2 separate regions of the Gasterosteus aculeatus genome follow, and region 2 is linked to region 1. Evidence: chromatin contacts called from public Hi-C data. All regions are on one chromosome and are shown on one strand. Each heading gives the region's core, a stretch centred on a gene start, on an enhancer-like site or on the middle of the called end of the contact. The rest is flanking DNA. Distances are from core to core; before and after follow the strand shown.

Region 1 (2,703 bases), core at 147-2,646:
AACTTTTAGGACGCCTTTGAAGGTGAGGAGTTGCCCCCAGCGGCTCACATTGCAGCCCTTTTTGTAGCTGTCCTCTGCAGCGCTTTTCCTCACTGCTGGACCAATTTCAAAACTTGTGGTCCACATTATTCACTACAACAAAAAGGGATGAAAGATAACGAAGCAACCCTTCAAAGGGAGACAAAAAGCACCAGCGTGCACATAGAAATGCACAGACTCGCGTGGGGCAACCACTTTTTGAGTCACTGTATGTTTTATAAAGACCAGATGAAATTACCCGTATTTATATTGTTTACAATAAAACATCCACTAGTAATTAACCGGAGTGACTTTTAAAGTCAATTATTTCCAATGCTCTCTGCGCAGCAATGGACGAGCCAAGTTTGAGCTACTAGTGGTCGTTTCTTTTTGCCTGGACAGTTTACAGTCGAGAGTCTGACCTTGCAGAAACAATCTGATGAAAAGTAAACCACTGCAGTGGTTTCAAGCTGAAACCACAGATTCCCCCATAGCAACCCGCCAGAATATGTGACTATTACACTTATTTTACATTTACATTTTGGAATATGTGGGCTTCTGCCATGGAGTTTGTGGTAGTTTTAGTACAAAATGTGCAGGAATTAATCCAAGTTTGTATCACTCATGATAAGCCCCCAAAAGATATTCTTAATGTAAATCATTGAAGATGGTTCCTCGGCAACGCTGTGCTGTGGGGATGTTATTTTAGGCTACATCCTGACATCCAAGATGTTAGGATGTAGCAATGTTTCTCTTTAACAGTGGGGGTGGGGTGGGGGCATTTAACACGAAGGTCCAACTCTGCCTCTTTAAGGACCGTCTCCGCAGCTCGCCCTGACCTCTGAAGATATCATCTTCCCCACGAGCCTCAATATATCTTCATGTGACGTGCTATTTTCAAATGTAAAAACTTAATCGTGTTTTTTTGTGGCCAGTGGAGGCAGTGTTGATTTCATCATTGACTATATAATCTTCAATCCAATCAGTGCTGGATGAAGTCACAGTACTCAATGAATGTAATGATCCCACTGTGGAAAAACCCCATCACCTATAAAAATGCTCCGACATCTTCTATGATCACTGTTTTCAGCGTAAAAGATTGTTTACTGGGAAAATAAGTATCACCCGATGTGAGTGTCTGAACTTTAACAATGTGACTAAACTTTCACAAAGTTGACGTTACTATACAAATACTACATATCTTCATTGATATGTTAACATTTAAGCATCATTTTAAGTATCTCATTCGAAAGATCGCTGCTGTTTCTTGTGCAGCCACCAGGTGTCCCACTTGAGCCCCCAAACACGGGCCAGATCAGTCCCATTTGTTTGTTGGAGGAGTTAAAGTAGAAACGCAGCAACCTCACATCCCTGATCACACACACACACACACGCGCGCGCACACACACACACACACACTGTCCCACGCACATACGACCAGACACCTGCTCTGCAGCCTTCGTCTGGAAGTAGCCACGGCGTGCGGTAGCGCCTGCTTGCCCCCCCCCTCGCAGAATGAGATCATCATGTGAGGGGGGGGGGACGGGGACGTGGAGCGGGACAACTTCTGCAGGTTGCTGCCACTGCAGAGAGACAGACCTGGCCTACGCTACTGCAGGCGGAGGGGGGGGGGTCAAGGACAGGGCATTGTAACACAAGGACAGGGCCACTTCCTTATTGCGGTTTACGCACTACAGCAGTAAAGTGGCCCTTACGTTGCCCTTTGCGGGACTTCTCGCTTCCACCGGTTTCATTTTTACGCAGGATTTGCAGGACAAGTGTGTGAAAACTGAGATCATACCAGAATAAAAACTGGACTTGCGGAAGAAGAAACAAAAAAAAAACCCGTAGCAAGCACAGAGACACCTGTTTGAGATACGGATCAAATGCCTTCGCCTGCCCAGGGGCCACACTTCTGGAATGTTCCACGGAGCACTGTTGCACTGCTGCGGCGTTTGAGCTCCAGCTCCACGCCGATTGCAGCAGACAACCTGGAGGCAGACTGAGAAGGGGGTGGGGGGGGGGGGGGTGATTCTATTAGCCAGTAAGTGGTTTTGTCCCTTAGATCCCCTCGTATAAAACCACTGGCGTGCATGTTTCTGGAGATGGGGGATCTGGTCCCGGTGGACACCGAATAGCGGGGCCCGTCCAAATCATCTTATCCGATTTGAGGCCATTAATCATTTCTGCCTCACGATGTAATTTTGGCAAAACATGTCGTTCTCTCAGACACAGGTAGGCCAGGATGGGCTTGGCTCAGGGGGGGGGGGGCTTTTTCGACGGTACTAGGAGTGTTTGCACCAGGCCGTCAACTTTACCGCAGACCTTTGGCCGGTGCACGCCGGGAGGCGATAATCGTGAATTCCTCTCTGACGCTGGTCACATGCGGCCCTTAGGTCATAAAAAAAATGAATGTGTGCACATGAACAGGTTTACCCTTGTTCTGCTTACCAGCAGTGCAGATTATGTGGACGCATTCGCAAAGTGGTCCCTCAGGCTAACCTCACGCACACAAAAGCACACACGCGGAGGCCTCCTGTCCCTCGCACACCTGGCCTCGCCGTCCGTGGCACACGAGCAACCCTCCGTCCTGTCCTATGAAAGGCGATCCACTCGCCTGGCCGGGGACCAGCAGGTGCATTACAAAGCCCTCATACATTAGTGATGGCGTCCGCGTCTTTCAGT
Region 2 (2,703 bases), core at 107-2,606, 52 kb after region 1:
ACTTTTTCTAGTTGTTTTTTGAGTACTTTATGCATTAATCTTGTGTCTTAGTAGTTGCTCGGCTTATCTTTGTGGCCACTTTGTCTCTTTTTAGCCATGTCTCCAGGCCATGTAGTTGCTTTGTGTCTCTTTGTGGTTATGCCGAGTCTCTGCATTCGTTAGGTGTCTCTTTGAGAATATCTTTCCCCCTTATATGATCATTGTAAGTATATTAGTGGTGCATTTGCAGCTGTTTTGCTTCTCTTAGTTGTCATTTGGAATCTCTTCCGGATTTGTACGTGTCTCTTTGCAAATAAACATATTATTATTAAAACATTCCAACCTCAAGATAGCGCTCGATAAAAGGTTGAGGCATTCTACTGTCCAAGTGTAATTGGCCATGTCTAATTCCTCGTGTGTCTAAAATCCTTTGGAAATAAATGTCCATGATTCCTCATTAGGAGTCAGTAACTTAGTGGAGGACCAACCATTAATGTCTCTACCATGAGCAGCTACTGACACATTAATGGACCCGTAATATCCATCCAATAATTCAACATATATGACAATACATAACGGAGAGTAGGAAAAGTCTTTTACTAATAATTGAATATTTTTGCTTTCACTTAATTGCACGATTTAAATAATTCTTCCATTTATTGCCATAAGCAAATAATCCATTATCATAATCCAACAAAATAATACCGCCTCAGTGTCCTGAAAATTTGATAATAAAACCCGGTCTTGCCTCAGACATCTCCTTGATCGATTGCTGCTTATTACAGATGGATGGCACTGCCCGGCTGACATCTAATTCTCAATAAATGTCCCACACTGGCCTCGTTTATCAGCAAACTGATCCCCTGGTCTAAGTAGAACCACCTGGATGTGTATGAGTGTGTGCGTGGGCCTCCTTGTAAGATGACTGATGCGATCTATGAATCAGTCAGACAGCTGGACTAACCTAATTTTAGCTGACCACCTTCGCCTCCGCCTCCCTAACTTCCTACATCCAGGCAAAGGTCACATTTGGGGTGTTTAAAAAAAAAGAAGAAAGGAAGAGTAAATAGAGGAGGAGTTTGGAATGAGATACATGAAGACAAAAAGTGAGGACGAAGAAGACGAACAAGAAGAAGAAAGAGACACCTAATCCCCTTGCTCGTTGTTAAGGACGTGCATTAAAAGGTTTGGCAAAGCTCCCGCTAACACATCTCATCCCCGCGCTTCTGCTTCACCACAGACCTCCGGCATGGATCGCGCGTCTCAGTTTGTGCGCATGTGCTCACCTCAGAAAGCATGCCGTACTGCCCCCTCCTGGCCATGCCGATGGTGAGCAGGTCGTAGACGGAGTTGGCATTCTGCAGGCTGGCCTCGCGAGCCTCGGCCTGGTCCGGCAGACGGCTGATCACCGCCTCGCCGCTGGCCTGGGCGGACAGAGATACCGAGTGAGGGAGAGGAGGAGGAGGAGGAGGAGGAGGGAAACTAAAGAAGGAAAATGAGTCGATGCTGAAACCGCCTTAGAGCGAGGAGCGTATAAGGGAAATGTCAGGGGAGGCACAGGGAGTGTGTGTGTGTGTGTGTGTTTCTCACCATAGACTCTGTGATGAGCAGCAGCAACACAGCCTCCTCCAGCACGTCCTGAGGACAGAAGCTGCCGGGACACAAGAAACAGGAAGTAGAACCAATAACAGGAAGTTTATCCCTCTGTCTCTCACACACACACACACACACACGCACACACAACCTGTCCACAGGTAGATTTCCAGATTGCCGGCAGTGTCGCATTTCTGTCTCGCTTGTGGTGCTGTAACACAACACGGGCCACACTGGGTGTATCGCGACACAGCACACTCAGATGTCAGACACACACACACACACACACACACAGGGTCCTTCATTTCTTCCACCACTCCCACCCTTCTCTTCGATCACATTTGTTGATTCCCCTCCCTCTCCGGGCCTGAAGGACACGTTTGGCGGACACACCGGCGTGGCCTTTTCCAAATGGGAAACAGAGGGAAGGCGTGAACAATGCTCAAGTGCAGCTATTCCTCAGGGTGAAGTCTCCTCTTCCTCCTCTCCTTCTAATCTCAGACATGGATTTAGATCTTCACTTATGAGAGTGTGGGCAGGATTAGTCATGTGAGGGTGACTCAGAATGGCTCGCAGGGCCTCAACTACAAGAGGCTGATGCAGAGACAAGGCAACAAACGCTAAAACAGCTGTGTGATACAGCTGTGTGATACAGCTGTGTGATACAGCTGTGTGTGCCTGTGCCATCCATCGTTTGTTATTTTTGTCCCGCTAAGTTACATTCTGTCACTAATAACTTGATACAATTGTTGTATTACACTGTCATGTCATGTTGTGTTGTGCTATGCTACATGTAGCACATACTTATGTGTGTTATGCTGGAGTGTTATTTTATGTAATGTTAAGTTATGCTTGTATATTTAGTCTTATTTTTCAATATGTTGTTAAATGATATTAACTTGTCATGTCTTATTGTGACATGTTATCTATTTATGTTATGTTTTCTTGTCCCGGCAGGTTATTTTGTGTTACGTGATGTCATGTTGTCATGTTATGACATGTTATATTGTTACTTGTTACTGCATCCTATTATACTATGCTATCTTATATAGTTACATAATTTTCTGCTATATAATGCTCTGATATTATCTCTTTTTTCGTTATGTAATGGAATACTGGTATTTTTTGTTG

Evidence for each region. Hi-C and Micro-C count contacts between places; a contact is called where the count stands out from the background.
Region 2: a contact with region 1 is called in a Hi-C map of whole body, with 7 times the contacts expected there. The contact joins two enhancer-like sites. A contact is called at or near these places in 5 of 6 Hi-C or Micro-C datasets (liver, skeletal muscle, tail fin and 1 more).

What each region holds. Positions count from the first base shown.
Region 1 is chr6:6,505,730-6,508,432 of fGasAcu3.hap1.1, forward strand. No RefSeq gene overlaps it. Among protein-coding and RNA genes, the nearest start is that of calm2a, 3.5 kb to the right of the region's middle. Within about 2 kb of position 1,397, at least 3 of the 9 cell types and tissues checked have open chromatin away from gene starts, as enhancers often do.
Region 2 is chr6:6,558,160-6,560,862 of fGasAcu3.hap1.1, forward strand. It overlaps ttc7a (tetratricopeptide repeat domain 7A), which reads right to left. Exons shown (of 21, transcript XM_040178632.2): 9 at 1,570-1,630; 10 at 1,266-1,403. Among protein-coding and RNA genes, the nearest start is that of ttc7a, 11 kb to the right of the region's middle. Within about 2 kb of position 1,357, at least 2 of the 9 cell types and tissues checked have open chromatin away from gene starts, as enhancers often do.